Regions from separate parts of the Mus musculus genome. Here regions 1, 2 and 3 are each linked to region 4. A link is a contact called in public HiChIP or PLAC-seq and promoter capture Hi-C data. All regions are on one chromosome and are shown on one strand. The core of a region is the stretch at or near the end of the contact, and the rest is flanking DNA. Distances in the headings are between cores, read along the strand shown.

The links. Promoter capture Hi-C pulls out the DNA fragments that hold promoters and counts their contacts. HiChIP or PLAC-seq counts read pairs in DNA pulled down with a chosen protein or histone mark.
Region 1: a contact with region 4 is called in an H3K27ac HiChIP or PLAC-seq map of thymic regulatory T cells, with 9 times the contacts expected there. The contact joins the promoter of Tex14 here to the promoter of Msi2 in region 4. A contact is called at or near these places in 2 of 39 promoter capture datasets (liver and pre-B cells) and 1 of 115 datasets of contacts at active chromatin or transcription factors (thymic regulatory T cells).
Region 2: a promoter capture Hi-C map of liver shows a contact between it and region 4, with 2.5 times the contacts expected there. The contact joins the enhancer-like site here to the promoter of Msi2 in region 4. A contact is called at or near these places in 3 of 39 promoter capture datasets (the 3T3-L1 cell line, hippocampal neurons and liver) and 3 of 115 datasets of contacts at active chromatin or transcription factors (extraembryonic endoderm stem cells, large pre-B cells and thymic regulatory T cells).
Region 3: a promoter capture Hi-C map of pre-B cells shows a contact between it and region 4, with 3 times the contacts expected there. The contact joins the promoter of Trim37 here to the promoter of Msi2 in region 4. A contact is called at or near these places in 2 of 39 promoter capture datasets (liver and pre-B cells).

Annotation. Positions count from the first base shown.
Region 1 is chr11:87,402,819-87,408,209 of GRCm38.p6, forward strand. Tex14 (testis expressed gene 14) reads left to right here and starts at 2,247. Exons shown (of 31, transcript NM_031386.2): 1 at 2,247-2,352. It overlaps Rad51c (RAD51 paralog C), which reads right to left and starts at 1,688. Exons shown (of 9, transcript NM_053269.4): 1 at 1,486-1,688; 2 at 1-38. The coding sequence starts at 1,603.
Region 2 is chr11:87,686,918-87,692,750 of GRCm38.p6, forward strand. All of the region lies in intron 2 of Rnf43 (ring finger protein 43), which reads left to right. Among named protein-coding and RNA genes, the nearest start is that of 1110028F11Rik, 9.7 kb to the right of the region's middle. Within about 2 kb of position 2,769, at least 87 of the 459 cell types and tissues checked have an H3K27ac peak or open chromatin away from gene starts, as enhancers often do. A contact at or near this core is called in liver, where this site is marked.
Region 3 is chr11:87,123,282-87,129,207 of GRCm38.p6, forward strand. Trim37 (tripartite motif-containing 37) reads left to right here and starts at 3,794. Exons shown (of 24, transcript NM_197987.2): 1 at 3,794-4,213. The coding sequence starts at 4,193.
Region 4 is chr11:88,716,018-88,721,243 of GRCm38.p6, forward strand. It overlaps Msi2 (musashi RNA-binding protein 2), which reads right to left and starts at 2,212. Exons shown (of 14, transcript NM_054043.3): 1 at 2,012-2,212; 2 at 1,688-1,728; 3 at 1,273-1,354; 4 at 493-577. The coding sequence starts at 2,073. It overlaps C030037D09Rik (RIKEN cDNA C030037D09 gene), which reads left to right and starts at 2,626. Exons shown (of 4, transcript NR_038058.1): 1 at 2,626-3,000; 2 at 4,389-4,555.

The sequences.
Region 1 (5,391 bases), core at 997-3,496, 1.3 Mb before region 4:
TAGAGTTTCCAAGGCTTCCTCTTTAGATATCCCAACTTCTATAAATAAAATAAGAAAAAGAAAACCTGACATTAGAGAATTAAAAGTATAACTCAGAGCCTGGCATGGGGGCCCATGCCTTTAATGCCAGCACTAGGAAATCAGGCAGGCCAGCATGGTCTACAGATCGAGTTCCAGGACAGTCAGGACTACACTGAGAAACCTTTTTCTTTCCTTTTCTCTCTCTCTCTTTTTTAAAAAGATTTATTTTTATTTTATATACGTGAGTACATGTAGCTGTCTTCAGACACACCAGAAGGGGGCATCGGATACCATTACAGATGGTTGTGAGCCACTATGTGGTTGCTGGGAATTGAACGCAGGACCTCGGGAAGAGCAGTCAGTGCTCTTAACCGCTGAGCCATCTCTCCAGCCCCCAAACCTTTTCTTGAAACAAACAAAAGTCTAACACAGAAATGAATTATCCAATTATTTAGTTATTTAGCAGTTGGGGAATCAAAACCAGGGCCTTGGGCATACATAGCTAGTTAGTGCTCTACCCATTCTGCTACTACTCTGTTAGCATCATCGCTGGGATGTAAAATTAGACTAGGGGTATAGCTCTGTGGTAGTGTTTAACATTGGCAAAGCCATGAGTTCAATACACAACACTTAAACAAAAATCAAACCAGATTCCATTCTGTCCTCTTTGATCACCATCAAAGAGATGTGCATAGTATTACTGGCACAGTGGGTGACTACAACGAAGTTTGGATTTGTGAACATTAAGGATGCAGTGGTCCCCACTTTGGTTTTTTTGTTTTGTTTTTTGAGACTGGGTTTCTCTGTGTAGCCCTGGCTGTCCTAGAACTCACTCTGTAGACCAGGCTAGCCTCGAACTCAGAAATTCACCTGCCTCTGCCTCCCAAGTGCTGGGATTAAAGGCGTGCGCCACCACTGCCCGGTTGTGATTCCCACTTATCTGTAACCTAAAGAACTCTGAGAAAAGTCGGGGGCCAGGGCGGGGGGGGGGGGGAGGCAGTATTCCTGTGAATCACGAACGTCTTTCTAGAGCTTTCTCCTGGTCTAAGGGAATGTTCTATTGCTTTTCTCACTGAAATATCTCTAGTCCTTCTCTAATCCTTTATTTTTCAACTTCAATTCCCCCCCCCCGCCCCCCAGGATCTTTGACCAAGGAGAATTACATGGCTTGTGATTGTTTCCCAACCCAGTTTATCATGAAACCTCAAGATGAGAAGTCGGTTCTTTCATCTACAGATTGGACACCCTGGTCCAAGAGGAGCCTTCCTTAAACCATTAAGTGAGGCACTCCTCAAAGCATCCAGCGAGCACGGAGAAAGCAATCAGTAAACGTTGCTCCACACAGTTCCAAGCTCAAGAGAATTTCAGCGGTGTCAAAAGATCGGCTTGGCGGAGGCGGCGGAACGAAGACGGAGGCGGCGCCAAGCGGCCGCGGTGCATCAGCTGGCAGCTGGGAGTCGTTACCTTTGCTGAGCTCGGAGGGCTTCACCTCTAGGACGTCCTCCGCCGTCTGAAACCCCGCAGCCACCAGCTTCCCGCGCACCGCTGGAGACAGCGGATAACCCACCAACTCCCGCTGCATTTTTTTTTTTTTTTTTTTTTTTTTTGAGAGCTCGGCGGCTACGCACGCAGTGACGTAGAGCAAGAGGCGCGAAAGCGCTGGAAACCCAAACCCCGCCCTCCCGCGGGGGAGGGTCAGTGGCGTGACGTCACACGCGCGGCGTAAGGGGCGGGGCTCGCGCGGCCTAGACTCACGAGGCCTTGCTGCTGCTGAGGAAATCCCACACACTGGTTTCATGTAAGGTTGTCTTCTAGTTTCACTCGTCCGAGTCACGTTTCGGATATAGCCTGACAGTGAACACAAAAACAAAAAAAGAGGCCGGAGACGCGGAGACGGTAGCCAGGCCAAGTGAACCCTGTACAGCATATTTCCTCACCATGCTCTGCCCTCTTTCACGGGTTCCTCAAGAATCCATCCTCCTGGATGGAAGTTGTAGTAGACGCAGCAACCAGAAACTGACCAGTTGGCAGTTTCCTGCTGTGAAAAATTCAAAAAACCCTTGTAGGAGGTCTGTTGTGTGTCCCCTGACCCTTGCCAGGCGACCCCTTGCTTTTCCCGCCCTCGCGGGGGATTGTGGGCCAGCCTCCCACTTTGGGGGGCTGCGGTAGGGAGTGGTTGGCGCCCACGCGCGCGTCCACGCACTCGCCCGCTCACGCACGCACGCACAGCTTCCGGTGGGTGACCCCGGGACTCCGGAGCTCCCTCAGAGTGTGGCGGTTTCTGAGCATTCATGTCGGCAGGCCTGCCTAGAGTAAGAAGTAGCTGGAAAAGTAAGCTATCGTGTCCTTGTCGTCTCGTGGTCTAGCCTGGGCCTCTGGTGTCCCGAGGGAGGAGCTGGACCTCTTTAGTAGAGTTGACCGGGGATGTTGACGGAGCGGGAGTGACTGCTTCCACATCAGAACTTTTGGGGAGATTGGCAGTTTGGAAGGTGGCTTTAAAGGCCCAAGAAATACGGAAGATGATATAAAAAAAAAGTGTGTCGTGCCGGGCAGTGGTGGCAGCACGCCTTTAATCCCAGCAGTCGGGAGGCAGAGGCAGGCGGATTTCTGAGTTCGAGGACAGCATGGTCTACAGAGTGAGTTTCAGGACAGCCAGAGCTACAAAACAAAACCAAAAAAAGTGTGTCATACCTACCTCACATTTCAAAAAAAAAAAAAAATCTAGCATTTTTTTTGAAGACAGCATCTAAACTTTCTAAATTATGGGATATAGGAATACGCGACTCTCCCTGCTTTTGCACTACTTATTGACAACAACTTCTTCTTTCTTTTTTTCTTTTCTTTTTGGTTTTTCGATACAGGGTTTCTCTATGTAGCCCTGGCTGTCCTGAAACTCACTCTGTAGATCAGGCTGGCCTCGAACTCAGAAATCTGCCTGCCTCTGCCTCTTGAGTGCTGGGATCAAAGGTGTGCGACACCACACCGGGTTCTTTTCTTTTCTTTTTTTAACTTGTGGGTTTTCAAGACAACCTCTTTGTGTAGGTTTCTTTCGTGGCTCTCCCAAAACTGACTCTGTAGAGCAGGCTCTCCTCGAAGTCACAGAGATTCATCTGCCTCTGCCTCCTGAGTACTGGGATTAGAAAGGCCAGCGACCTCCCCACCCCCACCCCCTACCCCCAAAAAAAGCCGGGCAGTGGTGGTGCACGCCTTTAATCCCAGCCCTTGGGAGGCAGAGGCAGGTGGATTTCTGAGTTTGAGGTCAGCCAGGGCTACACAGAGAAACCCCGTCTGGAACCCCCCACCCCCAAAACAAAAGAAAGGTCAGTGCCACCAATGCTCAGCTAAAGCAACGACTCTTTATTATTACATTTCTTTTGTGTTTGTGTGTGACACACAGGCCACATTACTAGACTGGAGGTGAGAGAAATTGGTTCTCGGCTTCCCCCATGTGGTATTGGGGACAGATGGAATTGAGGCTGTCAGGCTTGGCAACCAGGCCCTTTACCTGCTGTACTACCTTTCCCCTCCCTGCCAGTGATTCTTAGCCTGGACTTTTATTCAGGAATTGAAGCTTTAAATACTCCAAATCAGTCATTCAAGTACTAAGGAAGGTGGCGACATTTTGAACAGTGTAGAGAATGTCACAGCTCTTAAATGTGCATAGACACGTCATTCAAAGTATGAGGATGGAAAAACAGCACCATTTTCTTGAAACATAAACTTAAAAAACTGTTTACTATCTGGAGCAAGCTCCAAATTCCGTGTCTCTCCTTGGAGGAGGAGAATGTATTTATCCCATTTGGTGACTCAAAAAGCTTGGTAGGACTGGACAAAATATGGTTTATGTAAGTACATTGTTTAGCTTACATAGGATTTATATATGAGTATTCGGTTATTATTAGATGTTATTCCCCAGGGAGAATTTGGGCTTAATATTTATAAAGCAGTTGGATTCTTAGGTGAGAAGGTAGTGAGAAAGAGAAAAGGGGCAGGCAGAGGTAGCACACGCCTCTAATCTCAACTGAGTTCGAGGCCACTCAAGACTACACAAGAGAAACTATGTCTCAAAACAAACAAACAAACAAACAAACAAAACAAAAACAGATAATAGGGCTGGAGAGATGGCTCAGTGGTTAAGAGCATCTGCTGCTCTTCCAGAGGACCAGGTTCAATTCCCAGCACCCACATGGCAGCTCAAAACTCTGTAACTCCAGTTCCAGGAGATTGGACGACCTCACACAGACATACATGCAGACAAAGCAACAATACACATAAAATGAAAACTAAATTACTAAGATTTATTTACTTATGAATGTGAGCACACGTCACTCTTCTCAGAGACACTAGAAGAGGGCATCAGCTCCCATCACAGATGGATGTGAACCATCATGTGGCTGCTGGGAATTGAACTCAGGACCTTTGGAAGAGCAGCCAGTGAGCCATCTCTTCAGCTCTGAAAACTAAATTATTAAAAAACAATAATAAAATAAGTAAATAGGAGGAGAAAATGGAAAAAAAAATTCTGTCCACACAAAAACCTGAACATAGTGTTTCTAGATTCTATATTCATAGTTTTTAATTGTAGAAGCAACCAAGATGTCCTTTAGTATGTGAATAAAACTGATCTACCCAGATATTGAAAATATTACTCAAGTAAATGAAATGAGCTTTCAAATCATGACTAGACCACAGGAACGGTAAACACGTACTGCCAAGCGGAGAGAAGGCAATCTGAGAAGGCTGTGCACTGTCTGGGTCCACCAGAGGACACGGCATCAGTAAAACGAGGAGCAGCTCCTAAAGCCGCAGGCAAAAGCGTGGGCGCTTGGTTCTTAGGGGAGTGAGGATACTCTCTGTGGTACTGTTAGTGTGGGTGCATGCCTGTGTGTCTGCCCAAGGCCACAGAATGCACAGCAGAAGTAGAGTCTAATTTAAACTGTGTACTCTGGGTGACTATAATGTGCCCAAGACAAGAACATCTCAGGATATAGATAGATGCACTAACAGAGGAAAGCAGTAGAGCAGTGATTCCAAACATCCAGTATTTGCCGCCTTTGTGTTCCCGAAGCTTTACTCATAAATAACTGGCACAAGGATGCTCATTTAGTAGAATGGTGATTTAATGAAAATAAAAGTTGAAATATAGGAAACAAAACGAAAAAAAAAAAAGAAAATGGAGTTATAAGTAGTAATATATCTTCAGCTTGGTCAAATGCAGTGGATTTGCTCTTTGTGTTTTTATTTTGTCATCTTGGAGAGTTAAACTACTTGACTGTGTACTTGGGCAACTAGATGCTGTTAACACCTACCATCTAATTTTCAATAGACAGGGTGGCACAGACTTGTAGTTCAAGCTACTCAGAGGTTGAG
Region 2 (5,833 bases), core at 1,519-4,018, 1.0 Mb before region 4:
TTCTTTTCTTTTTTTAGAAGTGATGTCTTGTTTTTATTTTTATTTATTTATTTATTTATTTTTATTTTTTTGGTTTTTTGAGACAGGGTTTCTCTGTGTAGCCCTGGCTGTCCTGGAACTCACTCTGTAGACCAGGCTGGCCTGGAACTCAGAAATCCACCTGCCTCTGCCTCCCAAGTACTGGGATTAAAGGTGTGCGCCACCACTGCCCGGCTCTTTCTTTCTTTCTTTCTTTTGAGTTTAACACTAGATCTTTGACATGAGGTGTTACATAATCTTTCTTTCAGAAGAACATCTCTCAAACTATGGGGTTTTATAGATTTCTGATTTTATTGCCATAATAGATTTACTTAGCATGGAATTCTGACCATCTATAGAAGCTCGAGTGTATGCAGTGATAAACTGTCCTTGACGCTCGAGTGTATGCAGTGATAAACTGTCCTTGATGAAGTGAGGTTGCTTCAGAGCTGTTGCTCAAATGCATCTCAGTGCAGAGCTAGATCTGGCATCTGGCACAGCATGTGCAATTTGTGTGTGTTTCAAAGTAGGAAACTTACCATTACCCCAGACTGCCTCAACTGACCATGCTCTCTTTCTTTAGTCTTTGGATAGACAGGGACTGCTGTCACACTTTCTGGCTTTTGCTAAGCCATTACCTTCTATTGTTTCCCCAGAGTAACTAAAGATCCTGATTAATATTTGCTGGGTTTGCTTGTTACTGATGGCAGAACGAGGCTGTGGTGGCAATCTCGTGAAGAAGGAAATTAGTGTGGCTTATCTATTTCTATATACTGCCAACCTGTCCAAGCAAAGCCATTCTATGGAAAGCTGATAAGGAGCTCCGTTTTTCTCCTGCTACTCTTGCCTGTGCAGCACCGTGCCCTACTTTGGAGAACCTGGGATAGGGTTTCAGCTTGCGAGGTACGGTGTCTGGAATGTCTGTAAAATAGGGGAGCCACTGTGCCTCCGTGGATTCCCCCCAGCTCTAGAGGAGAGAAGGGATGGGAGGATGAAAGGGCCTATTTTTCCCCTAGTTGTCCTGAAGTTCAAAGACACAGCTGGTGTCTCAGTGGTGCCAATGCATCTGGAGCAGCCCAGTTAGTGGAGACGTAGCTGTCGCCTGTGCCCTTTTGGTTGTTAGTCTCTGAAATCCCTTGCCAGTCCCTGGTGGATCGCTGGCCCAAGTCCTGCCTTTCTGCTTGGCCTCTTTGAATTCCTGTGTACTGATCTGTCTTACTAGTAGGGTCTCTAGGCCGTGGGCAGTAAGTGCACACCATACCGTGTGAGGAAGCTTATTGAAGATCTTGTGCCTGCATCCATCACAATTACAATGCTAGCCCATTCTGGCTCACGTGACTTGTGTTTCTAGTGGATTGTGTTTCCACATGGTTCCACGTATGGAAATTTTTTGAAAATCAGGTAATTTCTCCTTAGAATGTGAGAGAGCTGAGGTAAGAAGTTTTGGAGTGAGTGATAACTAACATCTCCCATAGCAACCTTAGAGAGTTCTGTCCTCCATGCAGGCTATCATTTATTCCCCTTTCAAATGCATTCAGAGACCAACAGGTACTTAATAGGTCATAAAATCCTCTAGCTTCCTCTTGGCAGGCTCAGTGCTCTCTGGTTTGAGTGTTCTTCGCTGTCTGTGTACCCAGAAAGCTTTTTCCACCGATGTTGGTGATAGGTCTGGTATTCTTGTCATAGACTAGCTGGTTTCCGTGATCTCTGTTGATCACGTGATTCGTACTCAGGGTTCTAACTCTCCCAGACGCGTGCCATCCAGGCTCCTGGGACGCATCCCCAGAAAGAGGCATCTTAGTTCTTCCTAATTTTATTGCCTTTTGTTTTGTTTTGGAGGCAAGGTCTTCCTGTGCCCTGGCTCCACCTACCTGCACCTTGCAAGGGCTGTGTTTATGAATGGGTTCCACCACATCAGGCCTGTTTGGCTTTTCAATTGGGAATCTTACTGCATAGTCCAGGTGTGATATTGTCTGCGTAGCTCAGGCTGGCTATGACCTTGCAGTGCTCACCCCGAATCAGCCACCAAAGCACTAGGATTATTGAGCAGGCACCACCAATGCTAGGCTGGACTTTTTTTTTTTAAGTTCCCTATTCTGTTCTGGCATCGAGGTGATTTCTTTTCCAGCTTGTACATTGCCCTTTCTCTTCTCTGTCTGGTGTTTCTATATGTAGTCAATTCTTTCAGGTCTCTTGCTTAGGAACTGTTTGCCACATCACATAGTATGGATTTTTGTTTCATGTCTAGGATCTTATTTGTCTACCCTACCATCCTCTGGCTCCCGGCTGCAAAGACTGTTACCTATACCTAATCCGGAGTCTCCTAGACCCAGAACAGACCTTCACCCTTTCCTCTGTCCAAAGCAGTCTTCAGTATTCAATGTCCTCTGCACCTGATTCATGGCTGATTTTTTACTATTTCGCTTGGGTCCAGGAGAAAGGGAAGAGAGGAAAGGGGGGGAGTTGAGGGGAAGAAGGAGAGAGGGAGAAAGAGTGGGAGGGAGAGAGAGAGAGAGAGAGAGAGAGAGAGAGAGGAGAGAGAGATTCTGAACACTCCTTTTGTGTCGGCATCTCTGTGAGGTGCTTTGGAAAGACTCCAGCCAGGCATGGAAGGGCTCTTTGATAATATCTGACGGGTGGGTAAGAATTTCAGGCACCTGGCCAAGATACACACTGCCTGTAATCGTTAACTCAGTCTGTAAACAGTTCAAACGGCACCGAGAGGCCGTCCTTTATTACATTAGAAGAAGCCTTTCATCTCCCTTGCTCAGGAGCCAGGCATCCAGGATTGGCCTCCTCAATGGCTTTGCAGCCGTGGTATTCTGTGCACAGCACCAAGACCCAGGACATGCAGGAACATATAATGGAGCCTTCTCCAAATGACTGCCTTTCAAGCTTCAGGCATTGGAGCAGTAACTATGGGACTTCCTGTTGCCTTGCACCTGGCTGATCCTGGGAAGGCAAAGTGTGGGGAGTGGGGCCAGGAACAATCAGCCGGGAAGGAGGTCGAAACTCTCATTTCCCACCCACACTCGTGTCTGCAAACTCTGGGACCTCCTCTCCCCTGCCCCCTTCACATTTCATTCTGCCCCTTTGGCTCCACACTGATGCGGAGTTTGGTCCTCAGAGTATTTGATGTCTCCAATTAGCTATACAATTGCCCAATATCCCCAGACCCTAGTTTAGGGTACAATGCTATGCTATGGAGCCCCCACCCCGACTGGAGCCAAAGATAACAAACATTCCTGCCCTGGAGGTGCCAGCTAACTGAGACCTTAAGACAATACGAGATCTAGAGGAGAGATAAGCTGTCCGAGTTTATAGTAAGTGCCAAGTAAGCTGTACAGTGGCTTTTATGGGCACTCACAGTGAGAGAGTAGCCATGCACCCAGGGCTGTTGGGGAAACCCCATGGCATTCTGTGAAAAGTAAAATATTTTTCAACATGTTAAAAAAAAATATGTAGCTTCATTCAAGTCTCTCTTTCACTTCCTTTCTCTACTGAAAGTTGCTGAGCTATTGAGTGACTCGGGCACTTAACTGAAATCATTAAGCCTGTGAGCTGCGTGTTTGTTTTTTGAAACCACGTCTCACATAGTCCAGACTGCGATTGACCTTGAGCTTCTGACCCTCTGCCCTCCACCTTCCCAGCGCGGGGATCACAGGAGTGACCCACCACACCCAGGGTACGCCGCCGCGCTGGTGAACAGATGCAGGGTTTAGTTCTTACTAAGCGAGCACTCTTATCAGCTGAGCTGCGCCAGCGGCCCCTTAACCTTACCTTTAGAGAATGGGCTAGAGTTTGGCAGAGTAGTAGAGTTCCGAGACCTGTTTTCCCACTGGGTATTCTGGACCCTAACAATGATCCAGAAAATCTAGTCACAACTTACCAAAGCACCTTAATTACCAAAGACACTCTGACCCGGCCTCATCTTTTCAGTTTAGACAGAGTCTTGCTCTGTAACCTAGGCCAGTCTGGAATATACTATGTAGCTCTAAATTCAAGGCAATCCTCCTGTCAATGTCCCACATACTGGAACCATTGGTATTAGCTACCATGCCCGATGTAGAGAAATCCTTTTCTGATATCTTTGAAAATGTTCATGTGTAGAGACTAATGTCAGCAGAAAGAATTCATTTGATAAAGCCAAGTAGCAGAATTTAGATTGTGTCCTAATTGTGTTTGTGTGTGTTTGTTGTTTGAGTGTCTCCAGCCTAGGCCTCAGACTTTCTGTGTAGTCAAGGATCATTTTGAACTTGTGATCTTCCTGTTCCACATCCCAAACTCTGGGATGATAGGCATGACCCACCTTGTCTGCTTTCTTCACTGCTGGGCAATCAAGCCCAGGTCCCTTCTGCACATTAGGTAAGCGCTCTACCGGCATGTCCAGATGCCTAACCTAGGCCATAGGTTTCAATAGATGTGTACTAAAACCTCACTTGAATATTGCTGAAGCCGAGGACCAAAGATCCAGGGTTTGCTCCTTCTACCAAAAGCTCAAGTGCAAGCAGCTAAACGCTTCCTCTGCAGGACAGTAGATTAGCATTTGCCTTGCTTCTTCCCAACTAAAGGAAAACAGAGAGCCAGGAGACATTCATCCAGGAAGGCACAGGCTGCTGTAGACCTGAGCCCCTCATCTGACTCCTATTTCAGTTGTTTACTTTGCTCTTAGCTCAGATTTCTGGGTTGTCTTATTTATTTTGCATTTGAGGTTTGTCTGTTTTCTCGCCATCTGGATTTTTCTGTGCTGATTCTGAAGATCGCTTTAGGGAACTGGGATATAAAAAAGACAGAGCTGCTGAAGGTGTTCTTGTTAGTGCCCAGCCCACAGCCTTTGGTGTATTCAGTAAACTCGTGTGTGTGTGTGTGTGTGTGTGTGTGTGTGTGTGTGTGTGTGTGAGAGAGAGAGAGAGAGAGAGAGAGAGAGAGAGGTCGGGGAATGTACAACCCAGCATCCATCAGGGATTGGCCTCTGAGACAACTAATATTTTCCCCATTTTATGGAAAAAGCAGCAATTCCATCTTTAAAGAAACCCGTGCATCTCTTTATAAGAGCACAGGCACTAAACGGATCAAGTTTGCTCAGCACTGTTACTTGTTCATGGTGGACGGGAGCGTGGTTATTTGAAAGCACATGGTAGGGCCTAGTTATGTAGCACAATTATAGAATCCCAGATTTCCTACAGTACCTGTGTAAGGAAGCTCTGAAACTTGCTCCCTGACTGGCTCAGCCATGCACTGGTCAATTCTGAGGTCACCTGCAGCCTCAATGCAGTGGGGAGGTGACAGAGGGTGGGGAGGTGACAGAGGGATCCTCTAATTTTCTTCACGACTACAGAACCTGCCTTTTGAGACGTGACCAATCTTGAATTTTGGCTTCCCATTCCGGTTGATTTTCTTCTGTGTTTAGTGGAGAAAATACCAGGAATTGTTTTCTCCTCTTCCAGTCACGGTTGCACAGGCTTACAGTGTATCCACGGACTTTTAGAAGGCTTGCAGTGTCCAGCCCTCCCTCAAGGGTTTCTGGCCAGGCACGTCTGATATAGGGCCTGAAACTTTCTGAAAATGCCCAGGTGGGGTTGGTGCTGCTGGCCTGGAGCTGCACGTCGAGGGTCACTGCTCTAGGCTACTTCCTACCTTCTTTGTGGCATCAACATTTTCTGCTGTTATCACAAGGCAGCAGCCAAACAAAGCTTAAGACAGATTGGCTTTAGTATTTCCTAAGTGACCACTTGGTTGTGACAGATTTTTGTCTTGCTTGCGGAGATAAAACACAGCCTTAGAGGTCATGTCCCCGAGGCTAGGTCAGTTACCT
Region 3 (5,926 bases), core at 2,544-5,043, 1.6 Mb before region 4:
TTTACTATGAACCCCAGGCTGGTCTGGACCGATATAGATCAGGCTGGCCTAGAATTCAGAGATCACTTGCTTCTGCTCTGGGTGCTAGAAACAAAGCTGGTCCTGTTTTCTCTTTAAAGATTTATTTTAACCAGGTATTGGTGGCGCATGCCTTTAATCCCAGCACTTGGGAGGCAGAGGCAGTCGAATTTCTGACTTTGAGGCCAGCCTGGTCTACAGAGTGAGTTCCAGGACAGCCAGGGCTACACAGAGAAACCCTGTCTGGAAAAACAAAACAAAACAAACAAAAACATTTTATTTTTATTTTAAGTACATGAGTATTTTGCCTGCATATCTGTCTGTGCCTGATGTTCATGCCTGGTGCCCAGGGAGGCCAGAAATGGGTGTTAGATCCCCTGGAAATGGAGCTAAAGACAGTTGTGAGCTGCTATCTTGGTGCTGTGAATTGTACCTGGGTCTTCTGGAAGAGCAGCAGGTGCTGAGCCATTTTTTCAGCCTTCTCTTGTTTTTTAAGACAGGATCTCACTCTGTAGGCCATGTTGGGCTGGAACTAGAGATAATCTCACTTCAGTGCTGGGATTACAGACATAAATTTTCATACCTTCTTTTAAAATTTGTTATAAGCACAGAACTCTGTCTGCCTCTCCCTCCTGAGTTCTGGGATTGCATGCTGTGCAACCAGGCTGAGCCTGATAGATTACTGTTCTGAGAGCAGGTCCCAGTATATGGTTCATGATGGCCTGGAATTCAACTTGCCTTACGTACCTGTGTGTGAGGTTACAATCACCTCCAAACCCAGCTTAAGGTATATACTGAGAGGTGCACAGAAAACCAGTTTAGTAGGCTGAGAGGAGTCAAGAAGGTACTATACTCAAACCGGCCATGGAGTTCCAGGTGAGTCGGGCCACACAGCAAGACTTGCTTTCAAACAAAATCCACACGTGTGAATGTTTTCCCCTTCCATTTGTTTTCCAGGACTTGAGACTCTGTGACCCTCCCGGCCTGGAGATGGCTCAGAGTTTAAGAGCACTCACTGTTTTTTCAGAGGTCCTGAGTTCAATTCCCAGCAACCACATGGCTGCTCACAGCCATCTGTAATGGGATCTTGTGCCTTCTTGTTGGCGTGTCTGGAGACAGCTACAGTGTACTCATAAATAAAAATTAATTAAAATAGACTCTGTGATCCTCAAATATTGCCAGTAAAATTCTCTACCTCAACATTTAAATTGAACATATTCGGATTACTTGTTCATTTTGTAGTTTTGGCAGTGGCTTTTGTTAGCTGGAATGGTTACCTTTTTAATGTATTTGCATCCACTTACCTATAAAATAAAACCTAAAATTGGTCATAGTATCTAGCCTCCATGTTATATTATCTTCATTCTTATTACTTTTATTTAGGATTATTTCTCATCTAGATACTATTTTCTGTTACTATAGTGTTTCTATATAATACTATTTAAGATATTTAAAAACAAGCATAATGCATATTATTTAGAAGTAGTCAGCCTTCAGTTTCTTTATTCATTTCTATACATATTCACATAGAATTTTTCTTTAGAAAAAAACAAAACAGGTAAGCATACATTATACTGTAGCATTTAAAATTTTCATTTTATATGATTTCATGACATACATTATACATTTAACATCCTTTTTAACACTTGTAACTACTGTATGGCTATATCATGATTTTGTTTAGTTTCTTATTGATAATCTGAGTCATTATAAAAGTAATAGCATTTTGGGGGATGTGTCTTGTGGCAAAGGGCAGAGCAAAGTCAGCCCCTAAGTGCTGTTTTTGTGAGACATGGTCTTGGGCTAGGGCTCTGGTTGGCTTTCTTCAAGTTCTCAATCTTCTGTTTCAAGCTCTCCAGTGCTAGCAGACTCCCTCACCCACGAGCTGACAAAGGACCTTTAACCCTTACTTAGCCAACTACCAATTTAAGCACTGTATGCCTATTTTTTAACAAAGACCTCTAACTAATTACAGATTTCTTTTATTTTCTACTATTATGAACTAGCCTGATAACTAGTTCCTTAAACATTTTGGGTATATATGGCAAATATACCATAATCTATAGGCTACTGTTATCATCTGTTATACTACAGGGCAAAGGTTTCTCCATATTGTTGAGAATTCCAAATGCCATAATATTTCCCACAAACTTTTGATTGTTTTTTTAGTCTGGCGACTTAGCCCAGGCTGGCTTTGAACTCACTAAGTAGACCAGGCTATTCTGGAGATGGTTTCTGCCTGGTCATGAAAGGCTATGATTAAAAGCTAAAGACATGTACCACCACACCCGGCCTCCACAAATTTTTAGGTATAGATTAAATTTTAAAGTGTAAATAGAATGTGGTGGCATACCTATGTATATCCTAGCACTGAAGAGGCTAAGGAGGGAGTTGAAGGCTGGCATATGCTTTATAGCAAGTTCTAGGTCAGTGCAGGTGACATGGGAACATCAGCAAAAAGGTACAATTCAGGACACGTTAGTAAAATTATTCTGCAACTATCAGCCTGCATCTAGTTCAAAGACCATAAGTGGTTTGAAATGAAAGCCTTTTTTGCTTTTGGTTTTTCAATACACGGTGTCATTGTGTATCCCTGATTGTCCTGGAACTCCACCTGCCTCTGTCCCCCAAATGCTGGGACTAAACGAGTGCTCCACCATGCCCAGCTTGTGAAAGCATATTCTATCTCTACTTAATTAAATTATGTGTGTGTAGATTATTTTGGGTTATATTAATATATGTGCATGTGAGTGTGGGTGTTTTAGGTGGGCAGAATGGAGTTGGAGTATAGGCTGGAGACCAAAGGCAGGGTTAGAGAGTGGTCCTCCCCCGGAGTAGCAAGTATTCTTAACCTCTGGGCCATCCGTCCTACCTCCATAAATCTTGTTTATAGTTCATATAATTTTTAAAAAATGTTGCTAGTAACGAAAAGATTCTTTCTAGATTATCAATTCTCTGGATTGGGTTCATAAATAACTTTGTAATAAGCTTAAGAGAAGAATTAAGATTTAAGTATTTGACCAACGCCTTTTGTCTCACATACCCTCAATTTCTGCACCCTAACTGGTCTCTTCTGGAAGGAATTTAGAAGCGATTCCCTAGACTCTTTGTTAGTCCCCATAGCAAAAACAACTCAAGCTGCAAGAAAGCCTTAGTCGGTGGGATGTGGATCCAATTGTCTCACCAAAATGAGAAGACGTGGTACCTCTCCCCTGCAATCCTTACTTCCAGGAAGCTTGGAGACTTCACTATACGTCCAGTCTATCATGAACTAAAGAAACCTTGTCTCAAAATAACAGGTCAAGAGAAATCGCCGGTCCATTACAATTGGAGCTTTCAAATGCATTTACTATGGAGGGGGACTAAGTTTTTTTTTTTTTTTTTTTTTTTTTAAAGCTTAAAGTCTGCGTTTCCTCCCAGAGGCGGAAAGCAAACACTAACCAAGCAAGAGTTCCCGGCTCCAGGGTCTCCTTAGGTGACCCACAAACAATGGGAACGCAAATAAGACTCTCCGTCCCTTCCTAATACTCGGGAGCGTGGCTTCTTCCAATTAGGACGCACCAAGGAGCCTACATCACTGGCGGTAAAATCTGCGAGGCGAAGGGCACCGCGCCGACGCCCGACACGCCTCCCCGCGGCACCGCCTCTCCAAGTCTCGTGTGCTGCGCGCACCGCGGGAACCGGGCGCCCGCCTCTCCTCCCGCCCCGCTCCGCCCCGCCCCTCCCCTCCCCTCCCGCAACGCCGAGTGCGCGTGCGCATCGCGTCCGCCCCGTTGCCGCGCCTCTAGCTGCCCTGGTTACCGTTGGTGTTTGCGAATTCTCTGTGGCGCCTGTTCCGCCCCGGACGGGCCCCGCGGCGGTTTTCACACGCGCGCGCCGGCGTCACGTGGGCCAGGGCTCCCACGCGGACGCAGGCCAGCTGCTGAGGCGGGAGGAAGGCGTTGCGGCTACCGCTAGCCCTTCCCTCTCCGCCCCAGGGCTGGCGCGCGGATAAAAAAAAATGGCGAAATGCGGGGTAGCCGGTGGGGAACCCGACGGGATGGGGCGCGGAGGTGGCACTGTTGTGGGAGCCTGCTGAGGTGAGCGCAGCTGACCTGGCGACCTCGGGCCGGCGCCTGACAGCGCAGACACGGACTCCGAGGGTCGCCGAGGGCCCCGCCGAGAGCCGGAGGCAATGGATGAGCAGAGTGTGGAGGTGAGGGGCATCACGGAGGGTGGCGGCTGGGCTCCTTTTCTATCCGGGGCCCCATGCGCTCGCCCTCCCTGTGGGAGGCAGCCTCTGCGAGTCGCGGAGAGGGAGGCTGGCCCGGCGGTAGTGCTTCCAGCCCTCAGCATGCCCGGTGCTGAATCTGTTCCGCAGTCAGGTGCTGCGGAGCTCCAGCGATGCCTTGGCACCTGCTCTCGTCGCTGTTTGCAGGCTGAGCCTTTCTAGAGCAAAATTGCAAATTCATCGGAAGGACTTGCCCTGCTTTCTCGCCACGACTTGCTCTGCATGATTAAACATTTTTTTCACCCTCAGCGGTTCATTTTGTAGGACACACACACCTCTCTCACACTCGACTGACTTAAAGACTAGTAGTTTCCAGCATTGATTCTTGTAAGATGATTTCATGATTGGGGTATTTCCATAAAGGCTAGAATCATCAAAACGATTGCTTGGGGGCTGGGGGGCGTGAACCGTTCAGAGACTAAAGTACTACATGATTTTTGCTTTTTAAAAATAAGGGATAACTTACTGAGCATTGCTCTTGAGATTAACCCAGTTCACCCCCATGGTTTTATTGTCTTCCCAAAGCCAGTTAAGAGTCCGCATCTCTCAGGACCTGGTCTTGCAGTTATGACCATCAGTAATTTTCTACTTAATTGCTCTTGTGAAAGTTGTGTGAAGGTTTTGTAAACTTTTCTTGGTTTTAGGAGGGTTTAATTTTTCTGGAATGGAGTAAAAATAGACGTGGGTAAACTTCCCTGTTTTCAATTTTTTTTTAGTTATTAACTTAATGTCAATAGGGACACTCGCATTTATAGTGGCTGCAGATTTTCAGGCTCACATAATTAGTTGATTACATCAGGACAGAAATTCAGATTCTGAATTAGTTTGCCTCTAATCACGATATCTTTACAAATGTTTGTTTATTTAGTGTGTGCATGGGTGTGCATTGATGTGCCGGCGTGGAGGTCAGGACAACTTGGAGTTGCTTCTCCTTTTACCATGTGGGATTCCTGGGATAGAAGTCAGGTCTTCAGGTTTGGTGGTAGGAGCCTTTGGCAATGCTGAGCCACCTTGCCCGTTCCAGTATATCTTCTTAAAAATTTGCTCATGTCTGGACTCAGTGATGCATACTTTAATCCCAGCCCTTGGGAAGCAGAAGCAGGCAGATCTCTGATTTCTAGGCCAAGATAGTGAGCACAAGGTGTTTCAGGCTGGCCTGAGCTACATAGTGAAACTGTCTCTTAAAAACAAATTCCATCCCTTAATTACAAAAGTAGTTCATCTCCATTGTGGAAATCACAGAAGTAAAAAGTTGTCATTGTGTATTTAGTCATGCAATCTTTCTTCCATTTCTTACTGATACACACATACACAGTTTTCTACTATAAGTATTTCTGCATGCTGTATTTGGCATAATTTACTTAGTATTTGTCTGTAAGGGCTGTAATCACATTCTTACTTTTATTATAAGTACCCCCTCAGTAAGAATATTTCTACATAAAGTTTCTCTTTGCATTTCATGGTTTCATTTTTTTTTTTTGATGTGTATCAGAGTGAGTATGTGTGTGTCTGTGTGCTTGCGTGTGTCTGTTACACATACCCAGGTCATTGGTCATTACATTCCACCTTTTGTTTGAGACAGGGTCTCACTGGCCTGGAACCTCACCAGTTAGCCAGGCTAGTTGGCAGTGGGCTTCC
Region 4 (5,226 bases), core at 962-3,461:
CTCAAACCACAGCTCAAATCACTAGGAGTCCCAGTGAAACCTGTTGCCTGGACCTAAGATGAGCGCCCCCTCCCATTGGCCCCACCCCTGCCTCCTCCGCCAGGAAGCAGGCTGTGCCTTCCTTCTACAAGCCAATCCCAATGCCACAGGCTGTGCTCGGCTGACAAAGAAAGTTCCATTTACTCTGCATTGGAGTTTCTTTGCAAGGTCCCTTGGCGGGAGGCTGCCCTCTCAGGGAGCCGACCCCCCTCCCCCCAACCTTGGCTTGGCAGCGTCTGAAGCTGCAATGGGACAGACACTAAAAAGGAAACCCCCAAAACCAGCCACCGCAGCAAACTTCTGAGCCAACTCGCTAGCTGTTTAAAAGTACCCAGTTCTAGCACAGAAGCAAAAGAAGGCGCTGTCCCTTTAAACAGGGCTGTCAATGCCCAGACCGGTACTGAAAAGGGGCAAACAACAACTATTTAGAAAAAAAAAAAAAAAGCAACCTACCGTCTTGGAATCTAACTCATGGTGGGGCTGACCTAATACTTTATCTACACTTGCTGGGTCTGCGAAGGTGACGAAACCGAAGCCTCTGGAAGGAGACAAAGAGGGAGAAAAACAAACAAAATGTGACACTACTGAGCGCAACAAGGAGACCCTATATGTAGACTAGGATGCGAATGTTGCCCCCACGCACCCCCCATCCCCACCAGCTCCCTCTATTCTCCTCTAACCCACAGCCCTCTGCCTCAAGAGGTAAAAATACCAAGGTTAGTGGGGGAAGCGGGACGAGGGGGCAGGGCGGCTGGAGGTAACTTGGAAAATGCTGGTGTCTCCACTCTGGCCGCCTCAGTTTCCTCTCCTCCTCTTCCCTTTCTTAAGGCTTTGTTTTATTCCGAAGGAAAACGGACACTAAGATATTCATTCACCTCCCAAAGAGGGGACTTCAGAGTTTGGGAGTGTGCAGAAGGCATACATTCAAATTTTTAAATTAAAAAAAAAAAAAAAACTATGTGGAAAGTGGGTGAACTGAATGTCATTTTAAACAAGAGAACAAGAAGCGACAGGAAAATGACTTCAAGCGGGAGAGATGGGCGTCTCTGAATCCAGAGTTCGGCCCTAATTAACAATAACCTTTGGGGTTATGGGGGGGGGGAGCGACGTTCCAACCAGCCACGCGCCTGAGCCCCATTCTAAATCCGCTTAGCTACTTCCGAAGACACCTCCAAAAATAAAACTAAAACTTTGTTCTAAAATAAAGGCAAAATCGAGAAGGGAATGCGTTACCTGGAGCGTTTCGTTGTGGGATCTCTCATGACCATACATTCTCTAATTTCTCCAAATTTGCTAAAATAGTCTCTAAGGCTATCTGTAGAGAGAGAGGGAGAGAGAGAGAGATGGGGGGGTGGGAGAAGGTGTGGAGGGGGGAGCAATGCAATTTTTTGATCAAGGACAAAAAGCAAAAGTAGTTTTCTGTTGTTATTCTGTTTTGTTTTTGCAATATTTTTGCACACGAGGGGGAAATTCAGCAACAGAGGTCGCGTAGAGGGCTCGGAAAGGATTTGCTATTTAAAAAAATAACCTTGCACAGGAGAAGTGGGGAGCCAATGGCGGGGTGGGGGGGCTCTTACACTGGGATAACAAAGAGCAATAAAGAAGCCAAGAAGGGGGGGACCCAGGCGTCCCCCCCTCCCTCCCTTACCTGGTGAGGTCTGCCAGCTCAGTCCACCGATAAACATTTTACTAGAGGGAGAAAACATAACCGAAGTGAGCACCGATGTCAGATCGGCCATTTTGACGTGTAACTTACAAAAGCTAAAAGGAAAGCTGGGGGGGAGCGGGCGAGCGCGAGCCTGGAGGTGGGCTGGGGGAGAAGGTGGCGGCCCCACGCCACCCCAAGGTGCGCGAGTGCCCCAAGGGTGCGCGCGGGGGCGCGGGGGGCGCGCGAATGCCCCGCTCCGCACCGTCGCCCGCACAGCCCCGAACGAGCCCGCGGCGGCGCGGTGGGCAGCGGCTGGAAACTTACCCGGGGTCGTGCTGGGAGTCGTTGGCGCTGCCCGAGGTGCCTGGGCTCCCATTTGCCTCCATAGCGGAGCCCCCCCGCCCCCCCACCCCCGACACACCGAGCCCCACAGCGAAGCGGAGCGCAGCGGCGGCCGGCTCCGAGCCCCAGATCTCCGTCCCTCCTCCCCCGCCTCCTCCCCCCGCCCGGCGGCTGCGAAGCTCCGCGAGCGCCGAGCCGGGCCAGCGGCGAGAGCCCGTCACACGTGGGCTCGGCTCAGCTCAGCCCCGCCGCCTCGCACACCCCCCGTCCCCGCCCCCCCGGCCCATCCCCACCTCTCCCCCTCCTCCTCCCCACCCCCATCTCCTCCTCCTCCTCCCCCTCCTCCCCGCGCACGTGGGGCGGAGTTCTAGAACGTCGTGTAACCAATGCGGTGACGTCACGCACCCCGTTCGGTCCCCCGCCTGTCCGCGCGCGCACACGCTCGGCCCCCCGCGGCAGCGGGACCCATCAGGGGCGGCGCGCGAGCCCCGCGACTCGAGTGGGGGGGTTGGCCACGCCAAGCAGGCGGGGAGACGGGAAGCGCACCCCGAGTCGGCTCAGATCACATGGGCTGGGTGTGGGGGAGGGGGAGGCGCGGGGAGCTCGGCCCGGGCTGTTCGCTGGGCCGGGAGGCGGCAGCGCCCCCGGGCCCCCCTAGTTCGGACTATTCATTCAAGTTCCTGGGGCCCTGCGCCCGATTCGGAGGTGGCACCCGCCGCCCTCCCTGCCTCTGTGCCCCCGTTTCCAGCCACCGCGCGGAAATTTAGGTCAAGGACGCCGGGAGCACACCCACACCCTGCGCTCCCAGGGCAGTCCTCGAGAACCCCGGGATCTGGGGGGCTTGCGGATGGAGGAGACCCTCCTGCACGAACACCAGCCACAAGTTTTATTTTCCCTTCGCGCGGCAAGTTCTCTGGCTCCCGCTCCACACTGGCACGTCCTGCACGGCTCCCCGCCCTTCCCCGCCAGAGGTACGGAGCCGTGCCCGCGAAGGTTATTTCGGAACTTTGAGAAACTGACGCGATAGATAACAGGGGGCGAGGAAGCAACCAGACAGGGCTTGCGCCTTACTCAGACCGCGATTTGAAAATATAATAAAGTGGGCTTGTAGGGGTCAAGGTCAAATGATTGGGGTTCAAAGCAAATGTTCATGGAGATTGAGTAGCAGTTTGGGAGTATCCCGAGGGTGGTTAAGATAGGTGCTTATTTCAGAAAATCCCTCGACCATTCATCCGTTATCTAATTTATTTATGTTTAAAGTTACTAGGGCTTCCTCTGTAAAGAGTGTAAGCGCCAGGAGTGAAATGGCTCTCTATCTCCCAAGACCTGCGGTAGGTCTTGGAGATAACAAAGCACCTTACCCCTAGTTTTTGGAACTAGGAGCCTCACAGATTCTGACACTTAGTAGGTGTTTGGTAAAAGTTCCCTTTCTCCCCTGGCAAAGTGTAAACTCCAAAGGATTGGTGACTGTAGCTTCCCGGGGGAATCGCACACTTCGTATTCCAGGCTGGCCAGATTCAGGCTGTATTCAATTTATGGAGTATTTAAAACAGTACGGATACAATTATCCTTATTGTTTTAAATTATTACAATAAACCAAGTTAATATGGCATGAGGGGCAACATAAAGTTGTGGTTCATCAAATCCCTGGGTTAATGTTAAGCATGCATTGATGCACAATTAACACTTTCCCATTAATTTTCATAGGATTAGGAGACAATGGAATTCACTCATCACCAAAACTATGCCGTGTCCATTGTGGGTTTGGAGACATTTGGAAAAATCTCAACACAGCCAAAGCTTTTGAGTGGTCAGACTGTCAATCTCTCTGTCCCCTAAACTGGGGTAGTGCCTCTCTGACAGCATGGATGGGCGGAGCATTTGTAGTGAACAATGTAACAATGTCAAAGTCCCTTTTTAAAATTGTGTACTTACATGGACTGTGTTTATTATAAATTGTGAATATGATTTTTAGAAGGCACTTCATAAGACTTCAGACCACAAACCCTGCTGTTTCCCAACACTCCAAACAAACTGATTTTTGAATCATCTGGGTTCCCATGTGTTAAAGAGCTGCATGTTTTTATGATGGTAATTGTTTTTTTGCGATTATTCTCAATCACAAAGTACAGGCAACACAGCTAATTGGATTATATTTTGGATTTTTACCGCAGAACCACAGATCATCAGAGCTAGAAAGGCCTTTCTTTACCCGGCTCCTTCCTTGAATATGGGAGTCCCAAAGGTGCCAGGCTGTCAGGCCGCCTTCCCACCCCAACCAGTTAATACCTAAAAGGGGCTCTGGCCATGGTTCAGTGCCCTTTGACTCTGTAGTGTGCTGTTTGTTGTTCCTCGATAGGCAGAAGTCAGTGGCTACCTTCCTGATGGAGACTTGAACAAACTGTTAAGTGGTGAGCTGGGAGGAGACCTGATGGGGCGGGGCCCCGAGCACTGCAGTGTCCAAGCCAGAGACTGATAAAGGACTAAAGGAGAAGGCTACTACGTCACTGCACTGTTTTTCTTAAGGTTGGTATTGTTGGAGTTGGAGTCTTGCAATGCAAGAACCCAGACAGGCCTTGAACTGGAGAGAGCATCCTGACACTGGCCACACCACCACCACCACCAAGTTTTATTTTTCCTTCGCAGATTGTGTTGTTTTGTTGAGATGGTGTCTCATGCGGCCCAGGCTGATGGTGAACTCCATAGATTGCGGAGGATCACGGCCTTGAACTTCTGACATTCTTGCCTCTGCTGTTGCAATTGTAGCTTGGGGCCACCGTGCCAGGTTTGCAGTGCTGGAGATCAACCCCTAGGCTCCCAGTGTCGCAGGGAAGCTTCCACCAACTGAGCCACACACCCAGCCTTCAGGAGGTTGTTTTGCTTGTCCCATCTCACTGCACTCACCACATACCTAGGTGGCAACACTCTGCTACAGGCCTTCTTCCCCTGCTCCCTGGTTCTGAGATTTGACCGATGTACAGATTGTAGGGTGACCATCAAGATAAACATGTGGGACAGTTTCATTGTCCAAAGCAAACACACACACACACACACACAAAAAAAAACCCTCCCCCTACCGCCCTTTGCACTAGGATTAGTAAGGGTTGATGATTCAGTGTTTCTTCTCCAGCTCGCTCAGCTCACTCGCTCGCTCAGGGTACCAGTGGTGGTGCTGTATAACTCACACTGCCTTGAGG